6 separate regions of the Mus musculus genome follow, and all the other regions are linked to region 3. Evidence: chromatin contacts called from public HiCAR-type, HiChIP or PLAC-seq and promoter capture Hi-C data. All regions are on one chromosome and are shown on one strand. The core of a region is the stretch at or near the end of the contact, and the rest is flanking DNA. Distances in the headings are between cores, read along the strand shown.

Region 1 (2,900 bases), core at 275-2,774, 630 kb before region 3:
AGTTTGTGTTTTAGAAATTGGTGTGCGATGCCATGCTAAGGAGAGGGAAAGGGCCAGGGATGAGGAGGTGTGTGAGGTGGGGAGAGGAAGCGAGTGATTCTGCCAAGGCCTCAAAATTCCACGCATCTGTGAAATTTCAATGAGGAATATTCTAAGAACTCTGTGACATTTGAATTCCTCTCTAGCATAAATTTCCAGGGAATTCAGACTGAGACACCCTGACTAAGGAGAGCAGGAATAAGGACAGACTACATTCCTTTCCAGTCTCTAAAAGTATCACACATGTGTGCATACATGCACATGTGCATGCCTGTGTACATGCTGTCTCCTTTTTCTGTGACTACATTTGTCAAAAAAAAAAAAAAAACAAAAAACAAAAGATAAAAACCACACCTGACCTGAAAGAAGTGCTTTTAAAATAAGCTGTCTTACCGTTTTCTTGCAATGCTCGCTCTGTGAAATATCATTAAAACTATACTGTCTTGATTTTGGCAAATAAGCAAAATGTAAATTTAACCTCTCTATACTGAAGCTTCATTTGAGGCAAGATATAAGTAGCTGTGTTACTACCTGACAATCAGGTCTATAAATTCCTCCATGTCTATGATTGGCTGCTTAGAAGAAGAGTTTCAGAAGACTTTAATCTTTTCCACAATGAATTCATTTGTAATGTCAAGGATTACAGGATTTGTTTCAATTTTAGTTTGGAAAAAAATCTTAGTTTTTTTTAATATCATTTTTTAAACTTGTGCTGAATATAAGTTTAGTGACTTAGGCTCGGTTTATACTTTTCAGAGGCTGAGGGCTTGAGGCAGGGTGGTGTCAAGAAAGGGTGACTGTTCCAATTTAACGTAGGAAATAATGGTTGTGTAAAAGGGGTGTATGAGAGACCTAGCTAACACACACAGACTATTAAGCCCAGAGCAGAGACTGTGTAATTGGAAAAATGAAAAGAACATCACAAGTTTGACAAGCGATTGGGTTCTACCATTAATAATACCATCGTTTCCACATTCAAAAGCTGTTTCCTGGATTGTAGACCAATGTAGCTGTGCGGCAGTTGGGGGTGATGGAACTACCAGTGTACAAAAACCAACTAGACTCCAGTTAAATCTGTTCCTTTGAGGTAGAAACAAACTGGAGCTACTGTTAGCCCGAAGAAGAGAGGGGCGCTAAGAGGTCTGATTTCCCTTCAGAATCTTTTAAGTTTTAAAGGTATAGTTGATCCTCAGTTCTGGGAAGGCTGGGGCAGGCGCCCGTTACCTTGGGGATCAGCACTTTCACCCCTCACAAGGGGCTAAAGGGGCCGCGGGGCGGAGCGGGTGGGCGAAGAGCCGCCCATCAATCGTGCGTGGGGCCGGTCCTGGGCTCCTCTTCCTCCCCCACACCTCACTGTCTTCCCTCCTTCTAGAGGGCCCTCTTCCTTCTCCTCCCGGGAGGCAGCTGTCCGCCGCGGCCTCCGGCCTTTCTTGGGGTGGAGACGGTGGGGGCGGCTGCCTGGCGTCCTCCCGTTTCCTTGGCAACCGTGCCTCCCTCCTCGCGCGGAGCCTGTGCCGCTAGTCGCGAGGGAACGTGGATCGTGGGGGTGGGGCAGGGCTACGGCCCCGGGGGTCCTGAGTCCACACGTGGGCGGCTCTGCCGGTTGCCGTGGGAACGAGAAGGGATGCAGTTGAGAAAGGAAAGCAGTGATGGCGGCTGGCTTGGAAGAGATGCTCTAGGAATAGGCACTCTGATTTTGTCTGTGTTCACGCCCAGACTCAGTGTTGTTTCTTATAAGATGAAGATTAGAAAATGGGAGAGGAAAAAAAATTAAATAAAACAGTAAAGGGAATAAATGAAAAGAAGAAAAGATACTGCACTCTTTGAAATGGTTGTTATACAGGGATCTCAGGCAGAATGTTCCGATCCAACCTCAGAGCAGAAATAAACAATTAAGGGAGGCACCCGATCAGCTTCAGAACGGAGCCCGAAAGCTAGCCTCTTAGTTAACAGTAGTCATTACGGGCTTCTCCAGGAGAGAGGAGCTTGGAGGTTTAGACCAGTGCCCACCAGGTTCTTGGTTTACATCACTGTTTCTAGGCTGCGTTTATTTTTCACTGAGGGGCTAATAGGCAGCCTTGAGTCTTCTATTTCTTTTGCATATTTAGGTACTTAGTACCTTGCTGACTGATGTCACCTAAGGGCATTTTAGATTGGGCGGAGAGCAAAGAAGATGGACAATAGAAATTGTTGGAACTTTCACCAGTGTCCCAGAGTCTCCACATGTCTGGGGTCCAGGAGACTTCTATGCAGCCCCTGTAAGCCCACATTCAGGTGGTGGCTTTGTGTTTGCAGTATGACACCCTTTCTATTCTTATCACTACCACCCCTAATTTAGGACTCAGTGGTCTCTAAACTGGATTGATGTTTGAACCTTGCAAGGACGCTCTGAGCCCCTGTCAGTCGTACCCCAGGTCCACCTCTCCCTGTGCCACGTAAACAGCCTAGGTCCCATGTCTTAATCACCAACAAGCCACTCTCAGACTCCAGCACTGCCTAAGAAGTGAGCCCCAGACTCTGGACTGTGACTGTCCCTATTTGTTCCCCAGGACTTGCTTTCTTGGTTTTGTCCTTGAGTCATTTCTTGCCAGTTGCGGCTCTAGGACATGCCAAACCCTCCTTCTCACCTTCACGCCAACTTCTAAGACGTATCTTGAGCAACACAGAGTCTAGACAAAATATGCCTTGGGGAAGTCTTTGTTTTGGGCTCTTTCTCATCTGACCTTCATTGCTCTCCCTTTCCAAACCATTTTCTATTTTTAGTATGTTTAAAGATTTTTATTACATCTTATTTTTATTGGATGTGTGAGAGGGCAAACATGCCCCAGTGCAGGGAAGGGGAGGTCAGTTTGCTGAAGTCT
Region 2 (3,037 bases), core at 95-2,594, 670 kb after region 3:
TCACAACCATCCGTAACGAGATCTGACTCCCACTTCTGGAGTGTCTGAAGACAAGCTACAGTGTACTTACATATAATAAATAAATAAACAAGTATTAAAAAAAAGAGAACTTCAGACTAATTTCCCTTATGAACATTGATGTAAAAATACTCAATAAAATATTTGCAAACCAAACCCAAGAAGACATCATCTACCAAGCAAGATGCTAGAGAGGCAGGAGGGTGGCCGGAAGGTCTTACAGAGCAGCCTGGTGTGACTTACCTCCAGAGGTGATGAGAGGAGCTGAGAGCAATGTTGCTGAGGTTCTGGTCTGAATACGCCGACCTGAGAAGAGTGTGCCAAAGGACTCTCTGAATCCCTCCTCCAATTACCTTCAGGCTGCATGTATAGAAGATGTACCTTATACATCTGGAACCTGTCTCTCACCTCATAGGCAGCTAGGAAGTGTGTGTGTGTGTGCGCGCGTGTGTGTGCGTGTGTGCGTGTGTGGTGTGAAAGTGTTGATCCCATTGGGTGAAAGTAAGAACACTATCACAGTTTTTGAGCCAAATTGCTATGCTGGCTAAGACAATCCATCCTCAGGATTCCGGGAGTATGTCACCAAGGTACATTAATCGGAGGTTTATAAAGAAAGGCAAACCCCAAAAGGCTACATACTTTCCACCTTTGTCCAATCAGGAGCAAGCAAACATCCTGGCATACTCTCTGCTTATGTACCTCCAGCCTACATTCGATCAAACACATCCTGTGCAGATGGGGCAACCAAGCTTGTCTAAAGAAGCAAACAAAGGACTTGTAATCTTAAATGAACAACGGCCGACAGCACGCCAGGAAGTTCTCTGTGCTCTGGAGAGTAGGGCTTACTTGTCAGAGGCATTTTTCATTTTTCTTTTAGGAGGGGGAAGGGAGATGGGGGGGGGAGAGGGGGAGGGTGAGGGGGAGGAAGAGAGAGAGAGAGAGAGAGAGAGAGAGAGAGAGAGAGAGAGAGAGAGAATATAAAAGATCCATTATCGGGGCTGGTGAGTGAGATGGCTCAGTGGTTAAGAGCACTGACTGCTCTTCTGGAGGTCATGAGTTCAAATCCCAGCAACCACATGGTGGCTCACAACTATCTGTAATGAAAAACAAATAAAAAAACCTATGGGCCGGAGTGAAAGGGAAGGGGAAAAAAGGGGGAAAGAAGGGGGAAAAAAAAGAAAGATCCGTTATCACCAAGCAGCAGCTCTAAGTGAGATAGGAGACCTTGCGGTCTGAGCAGCTGTTCCAGTAATATGAAGGACAGTTAAACCAACGAGTCATAGGTCCTGTTGAGTAAACTTGTCTAAATCCTCTCATTTCCTGTGTGTGGTTGGGAAGAGGAATCTCAGAAGCCGAGCCCCATTCTGTAGTAACTCAATTAACCATGGGCGATGGTGACTCGCCAATGTGCCTCTCTGCCGTTTCATTCAAGGGAATAAGATGCTGGCTGGACAAACTGTTACTTTGGGCTCTTACAATTTCTATCACACGTAAGCCTGATTCGATATTTTAAGAATTGACTCTGGGACGGGGGGGCCAGCACTTGGTGGAGCAAAGGCAGGTGGATCTCTGTGGAGCCAGCCTGATCTACACAGAGTTCATGGCCAGCCAGGGCTACCTAGAGAGACCCTGTCTTGAAAAGTCAAAGACGAAAAAACAAACAAGAATCATCTCTCAAAATAATCACATGGGAAATGAGGTTTTTTTTCTCTAATCTTCCATTTTCTCTTTCAGTTCAGAATGCTGCAGTGGATTGTACGAGGGTGGAAAATAACGGTAAGTTTCATTTCCTGAAAGTATGGGCATCAAAATGGTCAGATAGCTGACTCTGAACATGAGCGTTCACTTACTGGGATTTCTGTGTTTTTAGATCGGCAACCAAGAGCAAAGCCTTTCTATTATCTGCTAGGAGGCCAATGAGCTGAGGTTTAGAGAGGGCATTAATTGTAGCAATTTTGTTTTTCCACCTGAAACTTGGCCGGGCAAAATCTGAGATTGTTTTTTACCATGAAAACCTCCAAACTTCCTTTGTTATCACTTTTAGCTAGAAAACCCTCCCGTGATTTTTGTAAATTTTTATTAATTTATTTACTTTTGAGGCTGAGCCTCATGTAGGTCAGGCTGGCCTCAAACTCTATTACGTGGCCAAGGCTAAACTAGACTAACTCCTAAACTCTCAAATGCTGGGACCCAGCCCACCATGCCCACTCAAACCCCTTTTAAATTAATTCAGGCAACTAGTACTATGCCTAGGTAGAGCTCTACTGTGGAGTCAGAGTGCTTTGCTGCTGAGCCTGGCTTGCTGCTGCCCAGCTGGCAAGCCGGGCACACAAACTAATGACTTTTGAGGGTGGTTTCTTTCATCGGTGAGAAGGGGTGGCCCCAATCCTGGTTCCTCTGCAGTCTTTGCGGCACATCGGTCCTTCCGTGTAAGCTAACCACATAAAGTTGAAAGTGCTGTTGTGTGCAACCCAGCCTGTCTTCCCTCCCCTCCCCTCCCCATCCCGAAGCAGGCAGCTTCTTTCTGTGGACTGTTGGTGATAAGATCTTGCTACATAGCCTAGCACTCACTATGTAGCCGAAGCTGATGCTGAACTCATGAGAATCCTTCTGCTTCAGCCTGTTAAGTCCTGAGTGTGGGAGAGCACACAGTGGAGCAGTCTAGATGGACATCTTTGCGTCGGTCTGTGGTGTCAGAGTTTATTGAATAGCAATAAATTCACCAGCTATGTTGCTTCTCTTGGCTGTGATTTTCCAAGCAGTCCTGATTTCTCTTGATAGCCAGCAGTCAGTAAACATGAGTTCTTTTATTCCAATTTTAAATGTAATATTAACTCTCAGAGCATATATTACATATCTTACAGTAAACATACACATGAGTATGTATGTATACCAGCTCACAGACTGGATACCAAAGCCATAGCAGACAGAATTTAAGGAGTTTTACCAGGCCTTACTGAAGGCAATCTCACGTAGCCCAGGCTGGCCTAGAACTCACTAGGTCAGCATAGACTGACCT
Region 3 (2,828 bases), core at 327-2,826:
CTACAAAGAAGTTCCAGGACTACAGAGAAACCCTGTCTCGGAAAACAAAAAAACAAAAAAACAAAAAAAAAAGTTCCAGGACAGTCTAGGTTAGAGACTCTGTCTCAAACAACAAACACCTCGTACACACACACACACACACACACACACACACACACACACGAGAGAGAGAGAGAGAGAGAGAGAGAGAGAGAGAGAGAGAGAGAGAGGACAATAAAGTTAATAGTATGGGTTGAGAGTGGGGATGAAGAAAAAGAATTGCGTAAGACACTCCTTAAGAGATCTGATACTCCAAAGCCACCTCCTAAGGTAAGTGTTTCTAAATGACAACTGAAAATGGCATCAGATTTTTCTGGAATCTGAAATATGTCATTGGAACTGTCTCCAGAGAAAGGGAAGCCACACTAACTGTGGTAGAGTTGGAATCTTAAGACTGGGTGTATGAATTATTGAAACAATGGAGGTTGAAAAAGTTAATCACAATGCTCTTTTGAAAGATCACACAGCCAGTACAATTGTTTTGAGACAATATTTAGTGGCACAGGAAGCACAAAAGTGTAAGCACACCAGAAAACAATATGAAGTTATTTTTTGTCTAACGTTGCATATCTAGGTAGGAAATAGATAAAACTATCTTCAGGGTAGGGCTTTTCTTTCTGTTTTCCTGCACTTTTAAGTTTTCTTTTAAAAACGTGTCTCGCTTTTATAATTCTAAGAGCAAAACTTGTCCAAAAGCAACTCTAGCAGAACTCAGAATGTGGGGACCCACATTCCAGCACTAGCCTAGCCTTTGAAGACGGAGTATCAGGTGTGGCCTCGGAGGTCTGAGACCCAGGGGGATGAGAGAAGTAACAAGACCATCCCCCTGCCTGTAAGCCGAGGCTACTCAGGGTATCGCGCAGCTCAAGTAGCCTGAAAGCATCGAGCCAAACCTTCCCTGCCCAATCCGCGCCAGACACTTTGCCCCAGCAGGGGCCGGACACCTCAGCACCTCGAGGTCGCCAACAACCGACAACCATAGGGCCGAAGGTTTTCTTTTTCTGAGGGCCTCTACAGAAGACGACTTTGCAAGGCGCCAGGCCGGGGTAGCCGCCGAGGGGAACGGCGCCAGCCCGCGCGCCCGCCGAGGGTTCCGCAACTGAGCAGAGGGTTGTGGGCGGAGCCTCAAGCCGGAGCAGTGATTGGAGCAGCCCACACCTTGGCCAGAGAGGCTGAGAGCGCCAGCTAGCGACACTCCGCGGCGGGTACTCAGCGCTCTCTCCGTGATTGGCTAGGCGCGAGAGGACGGGCGCTGTCTCAGTGATTGGCAGGCTCTAGCCAGCCCTCGGAAATCGCCTTGACTTCGCCCATTGGCATCCTGTGAGAGTAGGCGGGATTGGTCCGTCGTGATTAGCTGGCGGATGAGAGTGAGGGCGTTGGGAGAGAGCGGGGAGGAGGAGGCGGGAGTATCTGACTTCCTCCTGGTTATTGGCTGGTAATGAGAGTGGGGGTAGTGCCAAGGCCCAGCGGCTGCATGCGATTGGCAGATGCTGGCATGAGTGACAGGCTGCAAGGCTTGCTGCGCGCCCAGCGGTTTGTTTTTCGGAGCGTTCCTGAGGTGGAGAACAGTGGCCGGTCGGAGCGTCTTCTGGACTTCAGGACTCGCAGGCGGCCCGGTCGAGTGGCGCCGCCGAGGCCGGGTTGGGCCGAGCCTGGGAGCGCCGGGGATGTAGCGGGCCAACCTGCTCATGCCACAGCGCCCGGCCGCGGCCGGAGCCGGAGCCTGGGGAGGCGGCGGGGGCCCCGAGCGCAGCCCACGGCCCCCGCGCGGAGCCAGGCCCGCTGCCGTCCCCGCCGCCCGCTCCCCCGGCATGCAGCCCCGGCTGCGGAGGTGACACTTCTGGGCTGTAGTCGCCACCGCCGCCTCCGCCATCGCCACCATGGGTGAGTACCGCCACCGCCCCGGCCTGTGCCCGCGCTGCTTCGCGACGCCCCGCCCCAGGCTGAGGGGAGGAGGACCCTGGGCCGCCGCCTGACAAGGCATGGACAGTTCGCCGGGCCCGGGGCTGAGGATCGCGGACCGCTCGCCTCTCCGCGGTGCCTCGATCGGGGCGCCGTTCTGGCTACCTCCGGGGGTGCCCTACCGGCCAAACCCACTCGGCAACTCTCTTTCCGGGCATGCGGCCGGCGTATCCCGGGGAGGGGTCTGCGGGACCGAGGCCCGTCGGGCGGCCCACTGCGGTCCCCAGCGAGCTGGCGCGCGAGCTTGAGGGTGGGGGAGCCGGAGCTCAGTGTGGGGCCGGGGCTGGAGCCTGGTGCAGGCCCAGCTGCTGTTGTGTCTTTTCCTTGATTTGCTTTTTTTTTTTTTTTTTTTTCCTGCCTGTGTCATTTCCTTCCCTTTGCTCACACAGGCTGGCCTGTGAGTTCCCGGGGCTTTGCTCTGGAGCTCTGTGCGCTCTCCTGCGCGGGGGAGGGGGACGCGGGGGGAGGGTATGCGGGGCATCCACTGCGACGCTATTCGACGCGGATCCCTGTTAGCAATAGCAGGCTTGAGAAATGCGAGCTGCGCTCCTCGCAGATTACTGGAAGTTAAGAATCCTTGAGCGCTGAGGGTTATAACTCAAACCCTACTTTTGGAAAAACCCGGCTTTTATATTTATCCTGCGCTACCCCTGCAACTATGTAACTTTTTGAAAGAGGCATTCGGTACATAAAAGGATCACTATGAAATCATTTCCTTTTTGTCAGTATTTGTAATTCTCCTGTGAAGATGTAATCTAAGAAAAGTTTTTTTAATGCCTTCTACAAAATATTTGAGCTGTTTTATATATATTTTGCATAATTTTGGT
Region 4 (3,164 bases), core at 484-2,983, 730 kb before region 3:
GGGGACCAAAATAAGTTCCCTAATGTCTCCGGCTTCTGGCTCTGGCTTGGAGAGAGGGAAGATGGTTTGGAGGGGGAGGGGCGCTGGTGAGGCTGTAACCTGGGACAGCACCAGGTGCTACCATCTGGTGTGGCCTAGGAGACCAACTCATGGAACCACTCAGCACCTTTTTCCAGAGGAGAGTCCCAGCCAGGATGGAGAGTGCCAGTCCCCGTGTCCCAGTGCAGGACGATGTGAACAAAAACTCAAAGCGGACCCTCTATTGTAGTTCTTGATTCTCGAAATGTGCTATTATTGTTTGTCTTTTTTTTTTTTTTTTTAAAGAAGGAAAAAGAGAAAAAGAATAGCAAACAAATAAAAACCTTCCAGAGGCTTGAGAAGTCAGCGTTTGTGCCTCCTTCTCTGCAGAGTCTGACCCCCGCAGCCCTGTAGGGACAGATGGCAGCTCTGTCCAGTTGTTTCTGTAGCCTGCCATTTTGCCTCTGAGCTTTTGGCTCTCCTCAGGAGACAAGTCGTCCCTGCCTACAAGCGTGTGAACTTGGGCACCTGAGCTCATTGTCCCATCAGCTTGAATAGGGCGTAGAGGATCTCCTAGGGTTGGGCTGTCGGAAAGATGCTTAAGGATGTGGTGAGTGTCCTTACCAAGTGCCTCTGAGTGCATGCAGTAAGCACTCCATAAATGCTAACTGCTACTCTTATTTCTAAAGTTTTTTTTTATTACATTGTGTGTGTGTGTGTGTGTGTGTGTGTGTGTGTGTGTGTGTGTGTGCGTGTGTGTGTGTAGGGTGAGCAATATGAATACCTGGACCAGAGTGGGAGCAGAGGGTCCCTAATGTCTCAGAGGACCGACAGGGTGACTGCAGGAGTGTGGCTGAGTGGGTGCAGGCCAGGACGCAGTGGCATGGTGGATACTGTAAGGAAGGCTGCCAGTGGGAATGGCTGATCTGATCTTTAACAAGTTCATTGTAACCGCGGTAAGGGACACAGACAATGGATGGGAGATGGGGGAGGGGAAGCAGAGGAAGCCCTTGCAATCATTAAGACCTCAGAAGATGGTGGCTGGTTTGGCCTGGAACACTAGCGGTGGTTTAGAGGCGTTGTGCGTTCTCAGGCTTACCCTGTCCAGGACTTTTAAAATCTTAGTTCTACTTGTTTTGGATAGGCAGTGTGGTCATGTGGTTCAGAGCCTAAAGGAGTGAAAAGAATACATAAAGACACCCATTGAATGTTCTCGCTCCTTCCCTTGCCCATCCACCCTGGACGCTCCTGCCATGATGGTTTTCCGAGTCTCTTTCCAATGTTTGATTCAGGCTGGGGGAAGCCACTAGGAAACATGGGATCTGGATTGCCCAGGGGGACAGCAGATCAGCTGCTTTCTGCCGGGATCAGATGTGCAGGATGAATGGGTGGGACCGCCCAAGACAGAAGAACTCTAGAGAGTCCGTGAGCTGCATTCCTGAGTGTGTGTGTGTGTGTGTGTGTGTGTGTGTGTGTGTGTGGGCTCCTCCAGCTGTCCCTACTCTGCAGCTCTCACAAGACCCATGGGAGATAGGTAGGCCAGGCATTCCGGAAGGGACGGAAGGGACCGTCAATCCAAAGTAAGGTCCTTAATGATTAACCCACTTTACCTTCAAGTGATTTGCTCTCCAAACAGAGGCCAGAGTAGCCCCTTTGTGAGTCGAGTGCTTTGCTACTAGCTGTGGCTCAAGGGTTGCTCTTCAGGCTGCTGGGAGCGGCTCTGAGGGCAGGGATGCCAGTGACCATTGCCCTGAGAGAGAAGGAAGCAGCGTGGTAAAAAGCAGTGTGAGCTCTATTGGGTCATTTGAGTAGTTGAAGGAATGAGGCTCCAAATGTCCAGTGCCACCCATCTATTTGAGAGAGAGACAGAGAGAGAGAGAGAGAGAGAGAGAGAGAGAGAGAGAGAGAGAGCATGTGCATGCCAGCAGCTGACTGGGTAAGCAAGCCTACTGACCCCAGCAGCCCCAGAAATCTACCTATCTGTACCCCCAAGAGTTACGAGCATAGGCAGCTGCTGCTCCTGGGTTTTATGTGGGTGCTGAGGATTCGAACCCAGGCCCTCACCCTTCCAGGGCAAGCATGAATTGACTCCCCAAACCTTGACAAGTTAATTTTTCCTTTTCTTTCTCTGGTGACTGGAGTCTTGCCAGAGGCCACATTCAATCCAAGTTTGTCCTACAGCCTCTTAGGCCTGGGGGCTCCCCAGAGAGTATGTTCTAAGCCTTCCTGCAGAAGAGTTAGGGAATGTTCCCGTAGTTCTCTGAGTGGTCAGGAAGAAGGCTCTGGACCTGGCCACTTGCCCTCTGGCTCCCAGCCAGTTCTAGTTTTAGAACATGTGACAAGGACTTCTATCTTCTGGTGGGGCTCAGTTCAGTTGACCACGAAGCATCTCTTCTGTGTGCCAGGTTCTCTGCGGAGCCTGCTGAGTGGCAGATGGCCTGAGACCTGTCCCAGGCCTGAGCGAAGGGCACTGTCTACCAGGCACGGAGCCCAGCTTTCCCTTGCAGGTCTGAACTGGCCCAGCTTCGAGCACCTGAATATTCAGTGACAGCTCAATGAATCCATGAATGAATGGGAAGACAGGGCAGCTCTCCAGAGAACAGCATTCCCCTATCTCCTATCAAAGCAGAGATGGCCTCCTCCCAGGTACCCTGGCAGAGCAGGCCTGGCCCAGTGGGCAGCTCTCTGAGGCCACAGGGGCAAGGAGCCAGCCAGCCTCACCACATGGCTATCCTGGAACAGAGCCGCCCAAACCTGGTCAAGCTGCCTGGACCAGTGGGGCAGGAGTCTCTGGCAGACCTGAGGTAAAGAACTAGCATCGTGAGGGAAGGCAGAAAGGAGACACTCAGGGAAGTCAGAAGAGGACAAATGAGGGATTGAAGAGGGTCCAGCATGAGAAGAAAGTGCCCAGATCTTCCCGCAGGCCTGACTTTCCTTAGGAGGGTGTTGCCAAGAGGCCTCAGGGAACTGCTGACTTCAGTCTTTGGCTCCCATCAGAATCAGCTCCATTGCATCAAAGGGGAGGGGCTGGCTTTAACCCTTCCTTGTCTGAAAAGCAAGTAGTTACAGACACTAGAAAGAGGTCTGAGCAACTGCCAGGCACCAAGGTTCAAGGCCATGTATTCAGAGAAGCCAAATACTGAATT
Region 5 (3,244 bases), core at 473-2,972, 530 kb after region 3:
GAGAGACCTTTTCTCAAAATACATACATACATACATACATACATACATACATAATACACACATACTACATACACACACATAGGAGGTTGGGGGCAGCCTAACCTTTGCTGCCTTTCCTAGAAGCAGTCTAAGAACATAACCTCTAATCACATACAGTGGTCTAGCATCGGCTAGTGGTCTAGCATCGGCTACAGCTCTCACTTCTCGCCACTCAGCCCAAACTGTCCTTCCTCGCCTATCCTTTACTACCTGTCAGTGAACTTCATCACCTCCACGTTCTAATCTGAATCTCCTTGCTCATCTCCTTTCCTGAAGACACACGTACAAGGATGTGCAGTCCCCCAGAGCCCTCCTCTATCCCTCTCCAAGCCTTCATGTCCCCTCCCTGGGAGCCCAAGGAGCAAAGATCAGCCACACTCTGGCTTCATTCTCGTAGCCTGAAGACATTTATCTGTTTGGAAGACTCTGAAAAGATACTGAAACCATTTAAGGGTTGGGAAAAGCTAACAGAAACGTTTCTCACCGGCCAATAAATCCAGACCCTTCAAACTCCCTTCCCCAAGCGCCAGAGATCACTTGTCCCTCAGTTTCCCTTGTTATTTTCCACATACAATTCACTTTCTCTTTGGATTTAATCTAGCTCCTGAAAAGACAATTCCTCTCAATTGAGCAATGGTGTCAAGACATTTGGACCTCACACCGGAACAGGACACAACCTGTGTCTTCAGGTTGTCACACTTTTCCTTTAACTCTAAAAAAATATGTCCTCCTCATCTATGAAATCTAATGACAAAGTAAGTACTCCTTAGCTCTAAGGGGAAAAAAAAGAGCGAGGGTGTTTAACAGACTTTGCCCTTAAATTTGATGCCGTGTAACCATAACAACTGATGGTTTAGGTAACCATCAACCCACTGAGGGGCTAAGTTTTCCAAAAATCGTTTTTCAGTGGGGGAAAAACTCCCTTGCACCAACTCCCGCGCGTAGAGTCGGCACTCCGGAGTGGCATGTGGTGCAATGGAGCCGGCAGCTCCTGTCCCTGCATCGGTCCCCCGGTCTCCACCACCGTCATCTCCATGCTCCCAGCGGGGCAGCTAGCGTTAGGCCTCAGCCCAATGTCACTTGTTAACCTTCCGATCTCCCCGGTTTTTGGTACGCCGCCACCTCCCTTTGAAAGCACACAAGCCACCCCTCGGTCCCCGGTGTCCGCCAGGAGTTGGGAGAAAAACAAGCGAGGCGCCGACAGCCACTGACAGATTCGCGCAAAAGTAACCGCGCTCCTCCATTCCCAAGCTTCTCCCACGGTGGCCCAGGGGGCGGAGGACGGCAAGGGCCCCACGCACAGAGGTGACAAGTGTTTTCCTTCAACGAGCGTGTGAATGCTGCTTTCCCGGACCCACACCGAGCCGCGGACGCTAGGCTGGGACCTGACGGCTTGCACCTCCCGCCCCGGGGCGACTCCGCCCTGCCCGGCCCCCAAGCAGGGAAGGTCTCTCCCGGGGCCACCCATGCCGGCGTCCCGAGCCCTGGTAGTGTGGAAGGGACCGAGCCCCGCTGCGCCAACGGCTGCGGGAGCTGCCGGTGTCCCGTAGCCGGGCCACCCAGTCAGGGCCTGCTCCGCCCGTCGCCCCACCTGGCCCGGAGCGCGCTCACCCCGGATCCGCTGGCTGCCTCATCCTACTACACCGGCGCCCGTACTTGGCGGCCGCCGCGGCTCCTGCTCCAGCTCCAGCTCCGGCTCTGGCTGGGGCCGCCGTGCTGCTGCCCGCCCGCCCCCGGGCACCGGCCGTCCCGCCCCGCCGGCGGACCCGCCCCGCGGCCGCGGCCCCCACCGCCCAACCACAGGGCGGAGGGGGCGGGGCCAGCCGCGCACCAGACATGACCAATCCAGCCAGTGCCGCGCGCCCGCGACGGGCCTGGAGGATCGGCCAGCGATCGGTCAGGGCTGTTAAAGGGGCTGCGGCGCTGCGGACTGGAAAGAAGGGGAGGCCGCGAAAAACTGCGGGTTACCTGGCAGAATCCCAGTGGGAGGAGCGAGCGTTGCACTCTCCCAATTGAAACTGAGGCGCTTTCCCCAGCTCTTTGCATTTCTTAATTTCCTCTTCCTGCAATTTAGCAACAAGTGCCTCCAAGCCGTGAGGGAAACTGTCTGGCTAGGCAGATTCTTAGGAACAGAGGTCTTAGGAGGACGTCGGACTTTATCAATCCCTGCTAGTTCCAGAAACTGGATGTCTGAGCTCCTCCTCCACACCTGACCGTAACAACCAATCGCAAACTGATTAGTAGAATTAGCGCCTAGAATTCGTGTGACGTAAATATATCATATATTATGATCTTGGGTTTTTTTTTAATACAGGGTCTCCTGTAGACTAGGCTGTTTTCAGAATTGATATGTAGCTGAAGATAGCCTTGAACTCTTAGCCTCCTGCCTCTGCCTCTACCGCTATGACTATAGGCATACACCACTACACCTGGATAACATAAGTTTACCTTAGAGGGATCGTGTCTAGGGCCCAGATAAAGGAAGGTGACTTTTAAAAATGAGTTCTCGCTTAAAATGTGCTTGGAATGGTGGAGGCTATTTTTACACCCATCAGTTCCTTACAGGGTAAAGGGAGGGGTGGAGGGGGCAGAGGGTAGGCAGGTCCCGCAGGTCCCTCATAGCACAGGGGCAGGTTGTGAGAGTGTCTTTGCTTATCAACTTTGCCTTCTAAATGAGTGGGTCCCAAACTTCAGCATCAGCCCATCCCAGAGGACTCTAGCATGTCTCAACTTTGCAATGACTGGGTCTGGGCCGTTTATTTTTCAACATTCTTTCCCCAGGAGATTCCAGTAGGGGGCGCTCTGGGGGGGCATGCTTTTTTTTTTTTTTTTTGGTTTTTCAAGACAGGGTTTCTCTGTGTAGCCCTGGCTGTCCTGGAACGCACTCTGTAGACCAGGCTGGCCTCAAACTCAGAAATCCGCCTGCCTCTGCCTCCCAAGTGCTGGGATTAAAGGCGTGCGCCACCACGCCCGGCTAGGGGCCATACTCTTTCGAGTCTCTCATTGCTGTGAAATTAAAACTCAACCGGCGGAAAATAAAGCTAGATTCCTCTGTACAATCAAAATCCATGATATGTTTGGGAGACTTGCTAGTCAGTAAACCTAGAGACCAAAAAGGAGCTCAGACTGGCCCCCTGCATGTGACACAGCACGAACTGAATGTTGACGGGCTCTAGACGCAACAGATGACAGCTGGAACTCCTCC
Region 6 (2,815 bases), core at 230-2,729, 630 kb after region 3:
TGAAGACAATACACAGTCTGTCTCCAGGTGTTGCCAAGGGAGCCAGAAGCCTAAGGAATCACAGACTCACAGACCACAGCCCTCCCCACCCTGGGGCCACAGCTCCATCCCTGGCTCAACTCAGCCCTGTCACGTTCTTCAGCTCAAAAATGCCTGCAGCCCAGCATCCCTAGTCTTCCCACACTGGAATAACTTTTGACTGAGCCAGTGTAATCTGTGGCCTTCTTCCTGACCCACAATCCCTGGGCTGGGCTGAGCCTCTTCCTTCAGAGTCTCTGATGGACGGAGCGAGACAGATCCTCTTAATCTGAAAAATTCGGAGGTTCCGAATCAGCTCTCGAGTGGATGATAGGTCTGACTTTAAAGACAGGCAGAACCCTTCCCCACAAGCAAGCTCAGATAGGAGCGGAGCCTCCCCGGTGGGAGGGAAAGGGGATCTGGCTGGTCCTTTTTGTTACTCTCTTAGGACAGAGGGAGTCCTGACACCCATTTACTGTCTGCTCCTTCAGCCTCCATAGTCTGTCAAGTCAACTGAGTCTCATTTGTAAATTAAAACAAGTGAAAGGAAAAAAAAATACTTTTTTAAGTTTTTATTTTTTGGGAGTCGGTTTTGTACTGTTTCACGTAGTAGCTCAGGCCTCCCTCAAACTCCTATGGAGCCGAAGCTGGACTTCACTACTGATCTTTCTGTGTCTGTTTTCCAAGTACTGGGATTACAGACTCTAAATCCAAGCGAATAAAGAGAAGAGTTTGAAAGTAAACAATTAGAGGCATAGTATGATGTAAAAAGAAATAGCTTATGACAGAAAGACCACAAACATATAAGGAATCATATATATACATATATACATATAAGGAATTTTTTTAAAAAAACCCATCTCTCCCATTCCAACAAACAGAAACCCACCAAGATGTAAGACTGGTGTTCAGCAATTTTCTCCTACACCGCTGTCTCTAATACACACTCTTTGAACCTTGATTTAGAACAAGGCTTTGAGAGTTTTCTTAGTTGTTGTAAACACCAACCCTAAGCAGTCTGACATGAGTTAATTTCAGAAAAGACACAAAGAAGGAAGCCATGTGAAAATACCAGGACTTACAGTTTTCCTCAGCCTGGAGGCTTGCATCTGGAAGAGAAAGAAAAAGAAAGCCAATCTGTTGATTTCACGAATTCAAGTCTCATAAGAAGGGAAGAAGGAAGCAGGTTAGAAACTCACAGAGCACCAGCGTGAGTCCCAGAGCCAGGAGCATCTTGTCTGCCGACTGAGGCCCACCTCAGCTGAATCCTGAAAGACTTCTGCAGACTGAAGCACTCAGCTAGTTCTGTCTTCCGGCCATGCCTCAGGGGCAGAATTCTCTTGCCTGCCACAGACCAGAAGCCTGCTGTGTGAAAAGCAGAAACAACTCTGACAACCTCTCCAGGCGCGCAGAGACCAGCTCTGGTACTTGTCAGGTAATGGCGGCCATAGCTGGAAACCAAGAACAATGAGGTCTGGGCTGGCCTGATATCTCCTCAGGAAATGACTGGCCTTCCGGAGGGACCACTGAACCCAATGGCTTTGTCTAGAAGAGGAGAAAACAACAACAACAACCAAAAAAACCCACAAGTAGCATTTGCCTCAAAGTTCTTGCGCTTCTAGCCTCATCTGGGTTTGGGGACTTCTTCTCCTGACAGGACAAGGAGGTTTTATTTCCACTCAAAAGTGCTTTTGTGGGATACCTAGCAAGACCTGTTTGCCTTTCCTGTGGGCTCCCTATGGGGGCTGTATCCATAGAGTGTAAATCTGGGCCTCCTATCCTGCACTGGCCAGCTTCTCCGACAATATGCAGTCCTTGTGAGGAACGCTACTGGTGGCTCAGTAGAAAGAGGGATTTTCTTAAGCCGCTGCAGTGGTCCCTGATCACCGGCTTAGTCACCAAAGGAGCCCCTTTGGCTGTTTGTGTATGTGTGTTTGTGTGTGTGTTTGTGTGTGTGTGACTGTGTATGTATGTATGTATGTGTGTTTGTGTGTGTGTGTGACTGGGTGTATATGTGTTTGTGTGGAACTGTGGGTGTATGTGTGTGTCTGTGACTGTGGGTATATATGTGTGTGTAGTACACACTACTTTCCCCACTGCCAATTCCCAACCTTTCTTATTAAACATTTATTTATTTGTGTATGTGGAAGTAGGGTAGAATGCATGTGTACCACTATGTATTGGGGGGGGTGTGTCAGAGGTCAACGTGTAGAAATTCTCTCCTTCCATTATGTGAGTCCCAGGATCAAACTTAGATCATCAGACTCGACAGCTGGCACCTTTCTCCAGTGAACCGTCCTGTCCCCCTTTCATGCATGTTCATGAGAGAATGAATACATTTTGAGGGAGGAGTGTCTGTGTGCCTGTGTGTGCTTGGAAGCCAGAAGAGGCGATTGTCACGTTCTCCAGAGGTGATGGGACCTGAAATCCAGTCCTCATGATTGCTCTTAATTGCCAAGTCATCTCTCCAGTCCCCAGCTCACCCCTTCTCCCTCCTCCCGACACCCTCCTCCCCTACCATCGGGCTAACATTCCCTTTTCCCTCCCTTCATCCCTTCCTTCTTTATTCTGACCCAGGGGATGGCTAAATGGCAAGATGCCTTTGAACACAACCCTCCCATCACAGACAAACACCCGAGATTGCAGATGTGTGTTTAGCCTTGCCTCCTACGGAATTTTCTAGACTATAAATTGGTTTCTCTCCCTTTGATGTTTGAAAGGTTGTAACATTCTCTGGGAAAAGGCAGACCCCAGGCCTCCCTTACCCAGTTCTTGCTCACCCCCTTGCTTCCCCCTC

Evidence for each region. Promoter capture Hi-C pulls out the DNA fragments that hold promoters and counts their contacts. HiCAR-type assays count read pairs that join an accessible place to other places. HiChIP or PLAC-seq counts read pairs in DNA pulled down with a chosen protein or histone mark.
Region 1: a HiCAR-type map of astrocytes shows a contact between it and region 3, with 2.3 times the contacts expected there. The contact joins the promoter of Marchf10 here to the promoter of Map3k3 in region 3. A contact is called at or near these places in 1 of 39 promoter capture datasets (embryonic stem cells) and 2 of 115 datasets of contacts at active chromatin or transcription factors (astrocytes and bone marrow-derived macrophages).
Region 2: a contact with region 3 is called in a promoter capture Hi-C map of pre-B cells. The contact joins the promoter of Milr1 here to the promoter of Map3k3 in region 3. A contact is called at or near these places in 4 of 39 promoter capture datasets (cranial neural crest, hippocampal neurons, liver and 1 more) and 1 of 115 datasets of contacts at active chromatin or transcription factors (effector CD8 T cells).
Region 4: a contact with region 3 is called in an H3K27ac HiChIP or PLAC-seq map of extraembryonic endoderm stem cells, with 4 times the contacts expected there. The contact joins the enhancer-like site here to the promoter of Map3k3 in region 3. A contact is called at or near these places in 2 of 39 promoter capture datasets (hippocampal neurons and liver), 4 of 484 Hi-C or Micro-C datasets (the AtT-20 cell line, the N1E-115 cell line, cortical neurons and 1 more), 11 of 115 datasets of contacts at active chromatin or transcription factors (the NIH/3T3 cell line, astrocytes, cardiomyocytes and 8 more) and 1 of 9 other capture datasets (embryonic stem cells).
Region 5: a promoter capture Hi-C map of pre-B cells shows a contact between it and region 3, with 4 times the contacts expected there. The contact joins the promoter of Tex2 here to the promoter of Map3k3 in region 3. A contact is called at or near these places in 1 of 39 promoter capture datasets (pre-B cells), 1 of 484 Hi-C or Micro-C datasets (embryonic stem cells) and 1 of 115 datasets of contacts at active chromatin or transcription factors (pancreatic cancer cells).
Region 6: an H3K4me3 HiChIP or PLAC-seq map of bone marrow-derived macrophages shows a contact between it and region 3, with 4 times the contacts expected there. The contact joins the promoter of Pecam1 here to the promoter of Map3k3 in region 3. A contact is called at or near these places in 1 of 39 promoter capture datasets (cranial neural crest) and 1 of 115 datasets of contacts at active chromatin or transcription factors (bone marrow-derived macrophages).

What each region holds. Positions count from the first base shown.
Region 1 is chr11:105,455,211-105,458,110 of GRCm38.p6, forward strand. Marchf10 (membrane associated ring-CH-type finger 10) reads right to left here and starts at 1,525. Exons shown (of 12, transcript NM_172568.2): 1 at 1,264-1,525. The region is part of intron 1 of Gm39417 (a long non-coding RNA gene); the gene reads left to right.
Region 2 is chr11:106,749,882-106,752,918 of GRCm38.p6, forward strand. It overlaps Milr1 (mast cell immunoglobulin like receptor 1), which reads left to right and starts at 1,345. Exons shown (of 7, transcript NM_001033435.3): 1 at 1,345-1,508; 2 at 1,753-1,794. The coding sequence starts at 1,403.
Region 3 is chr11:106,083,011-106,085,838 of GRCm38.p6, forward strand. Map3k3 (mitogen-activated protein kinase kinase kinase 3) reads left to right here and starts at 1,577. Exons shown (of 16, transcript NM_011947.4): 1 at 1,577-1,923. The coding sequence starts at 1,920.
Region 4 is chr11:105,350,763-105,353,926 of GRCm38.p6, forward strand. It overlaps Mrc2 (mannose receptor, C type 2), which reads left to right. Exons shown (of 30, transcript NM_008626.3): 30 at 1-383. Among named protein-coding and RNA genes, the nearest start is that of Mrc2, 60 kb to the left of the region's middle. Within about 2 kb of position 1,734, at least 69 of the 459 cell types and tissues checked have an H3K27ac peak or open chromatin away from gene starts, as enhancers often do. A contact at or near this core is called in the AtT-20 cell line, the N1E-115 cell line and extraembryonic endoderm stem cells, where this site is marked.
Region 5 is chr11:106,611,208-106,614,451 of GRCm38.p6, forward strand. It overlaps Tex2 (testis expressed gene 2), which reads right to left and starts at 1,723. Exons shown (of 12, transcript NM_198292.3): 1 at 1,651-1,723.
Region 6 is chr11:106,713,802-106,716,616 of GRCm38.p6, forward strand. Pecam1 (platelet/endothelial cell adhesion molecule 1) reads right to left here and starts at 1,480. Exons shown (of 16, transcript NM_001305157.1): 1 at 1,218-1,480; 2 at 1,101-1,127. The coding sequence starts at 1,251.